Linked DNA regions of Hordeum vulgare: region 1 is linked to region 2. A link is a contact called in public Hi-C data. All regions are on one chromosome and are shown on one strand. Each heading gives the region's core, a stretch centred on a gene start, on an enhancer-like site or on the middle of the called end of the contact. The rest is flanking DNA. Distances are from core to core; before and after follow the strand shown. Region 1 holds the start of LOC123427802 (ABC transporter C family member 2-like). Region 2 holds the start of LOC123427801.

Region 1 (2,735 bases), core at 155-2,654, 140 kb before region 2:
ACAGCGGCTCTGCTATGCAGTACGCCACAAGCAGCCCAAGCAGATAGTTGTAGTAGGGCGAGCGTATCTTGTACCGCTGCACCTTGTAGTCCTTGGTCGTCCTCCATATTCGATAGAAGCAAACGCAGAAAAGTGCGAGGTACGAGATGCACACCACCAGGGTGTCGATGCCGCAGGGTGTGTATGCGCCAAATGCACTCTCCACAGCGCGAGACCACGCCCCATCCTTCACCGGCTGACAGTACCATTCCAGTGGTTTGGACCCCATCTCGACGCCTCCCTCTTAGCAATCCCCCCCAGTCCTCGCTCAGTTCTGATCTCCCCCTGAATTCAAGAAACAAAAGCAACGAAACCAGAGAGAATTCAGCCAATGACCTGCAGTATCCTACAAACGTATGTACCAACAAAATGGGCAACAACTAACAAAGATTTCGGTGCCAGCCAATCAATCACTGTAATGTTGGCAACATCAATGTGCCCACAAAATTCTGCACCAACTAAACAGGTAGCAGAGTCTTAGGTAGCCAAGCAATAAATGCACTTGCAGCATCAGTATACTACACAGAAATGCCTTCAATCAATAAATGGTCAACGAAAACTGTACAGCAAGGAAGACTTCGGGCAGCTAACCAATCTACTATCACATACAGATTCGTTGCACGCAGGTTAAGCATAATCCTCACTAAACCTCTATGCGTTGACCAGAGCATGAAGCACGAGGCTCATCGCGCACGATCGACTCCACGGTCCACAAACAGGATTTGAAGCACAAAAAGGTGGAGAGGAAAAAAAAACAGAGAGGAGAAAAACAAAACGCAGAAAGCTCGACATGTTTTTCGCCTCCTGAACCGAATCCATGGGAAAGCAGTCAAGCAGATACGATACGAGTGTTGCAGACGGAACACGCCTATCATGCGAGTTAAATAGGAATTAGTACATGAAGAAAAAAGCTTCATCATCATCGTCCCGAGAGAATACGCGCCCAGCCGGTCCAAACCCCGCAGGAACTCCCGCGAGCCTTCGCAGCTCTTTTTACGCGGTGCTCTGGGAGTAATAACCAGAGGCTTATTGGAAAGGGAACCTTTCTGCGGCAAGCGGCGCCGAGTTATCTTCTTCTCTCCGGGGGAGATGAGACGAACGAGAGCCACCCAAAAGGCGGGCTACGCGACAAGGCACCCACCCAATCCAAATCACAGGAGCCCACGCCCCCCGGAGAAACCTCGGGGAAAATCCAACCGAAAAAACTCGCCGCGCCGAGATCGGTCGCGGCTGGGCGGGAAGGCGTCGGCGGCGGAGCTCACCTCGCGGGCGCGGGGGCGGGATCAGGCGGAGAGGCGGCGGCGGCGGCGCACCCGAAGCAGCGCCAGCATCTCTCTCGCGGCCTCCCTGCGTCTCGTTGGGAGGTGGGAGGGAGGGTGGGGAGAGGGAGGGAGGGATTATTTATGGGTTTGGATTCTGGCGATTGGCATGGGGGTGGGGGGGTTAAAAGTCTGCACTCACTGTTTTTTTCCTTTCCTTTCCTTTTGGGTGCGACTGGCAGGAGGAGGAGGAGGAGTGCTTGCTCTGATTCTCTTCCATTTCTTTCTCTCCGCGAATTTTTTAGGTGGTGTACGTAGAATAATACGGCGCACGGCCCCGCTTTGTCCTTTTTGCGATTTTCTACGCGCGGTCCGGCGCTGTGTAGGCCAGCGTGACACGTGATCCCTCCCTCTACAGATCGAGCCACCGGTGAACGAACGAACCAGCATGGCAAAAAGTACTCCGGTGGTAATATGCTGCTGTAGCTACTGCCGCGTCTCCCGAATACAGGTAAGATTTGGGTTCCGTTTTGACGAGCCTCCCCGCAAATTGGGTAATGCTACATGTACGGACGTTAAGTTTACAGGCTGATTCTTGAGTTAGCATGTTTTAATTGGATTAAGGGTGAGAGTTGGGCCCCATCCGGATGAAAATCAGGGAGGGGTGAGGAAAGTTATGAAAGGGTCCGTAGCCATCCTGTAACAGTCTGTATGTGTAGCATTTTTGTCGCAAATTTCACCACACAAAAACAGTTGGTACTTCCTTCCTTTCTAAATATAAGTCTTTTTAGAGGTTTTTCGACAGTGGATTATATTTTAAAACATAGATATTTTTTTAAAGTATAGATTCATTCATTTTGCTTTCTATGTGGACCTATTTATATTTTGAAACGGAGGGAGTATTTGACATGGTGTTTCTGCTGCACGTAACTGTAAAAGAAATGCACATATGTTTAGATCGCGTAGTTCACATGATGTACCAATTCAATCTTTGAAAGGTGTTTATATAAGATGTTTATACGATGGGGTATGTGTTTGCGCATTCATAAAAATAAATGTATATGCATATATATATATGTATGAACGTTTGTAACTGTATTTGAAAATAGTTTAGAGAAAAAAATGTAGTGGTAGTACTTGTGTGGAATCATTTTCGTTGGGAACAAAACTGTGGAATCAATCAAACAAAACTGTGGGATCCAAGCAATTTAATTTCTCTTTTTTGCGAAAGGAACCCTAGCAACACTAGGCCGTGCGTTCCAACGGATTTTCTAAGCAGCGCTCCCTAATCCCAGGCGGCTAACAAAAGCTACCTTTCCCCATGATTATTTATTTAAGCATAATAATCTGAGCAGATTAGGTGTCTGCTCAGCTCGTGCCTATATGCCTTGCGGGTTGGTGAGGCACGGGGGAGGAGGACGTCAGCGCTGACGGCCC
Region 2 (2,700 bases), core at 110-2,609:
TGCATGCATGGCCACCACCGAGTTGGACCAGGGGCTTTTAAAGGCTACCAGCCGCAATGATCAATCAGATAAATGCGCCATGATCAGTCCCCCGAGTACAGCAAATCATGCAACACCAATTCAATCATCCAGCACACCAGTAGTACTAGTACGTGATCCGTAGCATGCATGGCTCACTCGCCTCATACATACAGTCACATGACCATAATTCTCGCTGGTACTATTTCCCGGTGATTGAATCCAAACACATGAGCCACAGCAAGCTTGGCCGGTAGCCATCAGATTCAGAGGTGGTGAGGAGAGCAAAGCATGCAGCAGCAGCAGCAGCACAGCAGAGGCCATGATACTAACCAACTACACGTACACTACGTACGAGACGCGCGCAGAGGAAAAACTAAACCTGGGTCAACTTCGGCGAACGGCGAGGCGGAGGAGAAGACAAAAGTATATTCATGCGTGACGACACCGACACCGGCCGGGGGCAGCCTTGTGATCACGGCGAGAGGAGGGGAGGCGAGTGAGCGCATCATGACATGGGACTGAACTGGACGGTGAAAAGGGCCGAGAGATCGGGTAAATAATATTAATAAAGCTTGTGCGCGCAGAGTCACTGACACGGGGAGGTGTGGCGGGGCCGGCCGCCCATGCCTCCCTCTGCGCCGTGTAATTCAGAGTGGGGTTGCCTGCTTGGTCGTGGTCTTGGTCTTGGTCTTGGTGGACGGATAGAGGGATCCCGTCCAGTCCAGTCGAGGCCAGTCCAAGTCCGGCATCGGGACCTCTGTTTGACCACCACCACCACCACTGTGATGCCGAGAATAACACAGCAAAAGTTTGGGGCATTGGAGTTTGGGGCGTTAAAAGCGCACGCATCTCGAGAAATGCTAGATTTTCAAAAGATTACTCTGTATGCTTAATCCGTGTCAGTGAGAGATAATCAGATGGTGATTTTCCTACTCCGCGCCAGTGAGAGAGATGCCACTGGCCAGATAACTTTGTGCAATGGGAGAGGGGTTATGTTTAATCCGGGCGTGCAAAAGAGGCTGGGCACTTTCCGTGTAAATAAAAAATAAAAAGAAGAACAGCCGTCTGAGGTTGTTGGTAACAAGTACTCCTACAGGTGCAGCAAACGGCTCTCTGTTCGTGCTAGCAGTAATTGTAGCACAGTAACAGCCCAGCTCTGTGGTTTCACTGCGTCGATGAGACCTTTCGTTGAAGTGGAAACACACGTAAATTTTCTTTGGGGGGGTTTGGAAAGGGAGTTGTCACGGCCAGAGAAGAGAAGCTGCGCTGTGGAGTCCTGCGCAAGTAGAGAAGAAGAACTAAAAAAGGGCAAGACATCACGGCGTGCCTGTTAGATCTCTGCTTACAGTAGCCAAGTCCCCACTGAGAGCGTAGCGTAGCGTAGTGTGTTCTCTTCTCCCATCACATCACGCCCATCTCCTTCCCTCCCCATCCCCTTCTTCCTCCCTCAGCCCCCCCTCCCCCACTCACTCTCACTCTCACTCTCAGCAGCCGCCGCCCGAACAGGGATAGACAAGGAAGCACACATCCAGCGGACCAGCACGGGGCAATGGAGTACGAGAGGATTCACAAGGTCCAGGTACGGGCTCCATCTCCTGAGGCCAGCACAGTGGCTCGCTTGATCCCACCCACCGAATTAGGGCCTGCTCTGTTCATACCCGTTGTTGCCGTTCCTGATGCTTCATTTTTCCAGTACATTTTTTCCTTCCTTTTTTTTCCGAAGATATATATTTCGTTTTCTGGATATAGATGTGCTTTCTCTGCTCCTCATTTCCAAGTCTACCATGTTTTGTTGCGTTTTTATAGCAGCTTCCATTCTCCTATAGGCAGATCAAAGCCAGTCTCCCTATTTTGCAATGAGAAGATTATAAAGTTAGTCTCGCTGTCAGACGTCGGAGCCGAGCAATTTGGGAGCCTTTTCTTTTTTAAGAATCTAGAGTTGGTTAGCGGTTTGTTTATAAACTGTAGCTCTCTTCAGTTATCACTTGTTGGGCAAATCTGTTTTGTCAGTCAGAGTGAAGCTAACTAGTTCAAGTAAAGCGTACTGCTAAATATGCAGAAAAACTGTCGTCCCTTCTGCATAGGCAGTGGAAATCTAGAAAGAACGCCCATTTTTCCGAAGAATTTGGCGTCGGCACTGTTTTAGTACTACTACGTGCTAAAGTGATGCTGATTTCACTACCCCCGTGTCCCAGTCAGGAAATACAAGTGTCAAATGGTCAATCCACTGTCACTGTCACAAATGTCTAAAAATTTGCATGACACCAGCACTTCTAATTTCTTGGAAGTTTACAGAGCTATAAGCTTCCTACGGTCCTACCTAGAAATATTTTGAACAAGATATAATAGAGGTTACCACCTTGAATCAAGACACTTTATTAAGTTATAATGCTTCCGTAGATGAAGACTTACCTCTTTGTTCTTCATGTAGGCAGGCGCCCTTTCTCCCACAAAGCTGAGGATGAAGCTGCTGGGAGCCCACAACCGCGTGAGGGTCATCAGCAGCAGCTCGTCGCGAACATCGCCTTCGAAGAACGCCGAGCCATCGCTAGCGCAGAACAGATTATTAGTATGCGATGTTCTTGACCAAGGTACATACATAACGCTAGCCTATTTGTGTTTAACTTACTTTTTCCCTGATTAAGGTAATCACATCTATAGCCATCTGGCTCTGCTTGT

The links. A called contact is a pair of places that touch in the nucleus more often than the background predicts.
Region 1: a Hi-C map of leaf shows a contact between it and region 2, with 2.5 times the contacts expected there. The contact joins the promoter of LOC123427802 here to the promoter of LOC123427801 in region 2. A contact is called at or near these places in 4 of 6 Hi-C or Micro-C datasets (leaf and seedling) and 1 of 1 datasets of contacts at active chromatin or transcription factors (embryo).

The regions. Positions count from the first base shown.
Region 1 is chr2H:611,943,947-611,946,681 of MorexV3_pseudomolecules_assembly, reverse strand. LOC123427802 (ABC transporter C family member 2-like) reads right to left here and starts at 1,404. Exons shown (of 29, transcript XM_045111930.1): 1 at 1,302-1,404; 2 at 1-324. The coding sequence starts at 268.
Region 2 is chr2H:611,800,784-611,803,483 of MorexV3_pseudomolecules_assembly, reverse strand. LOC123427801 reads left to right here and starts at 1,359. Exons shown (of 6, transcript XM_045111928.1): 1 at 1,359-1,600; 2 at 2,453-2,612. The coding sequence starts at 1,571.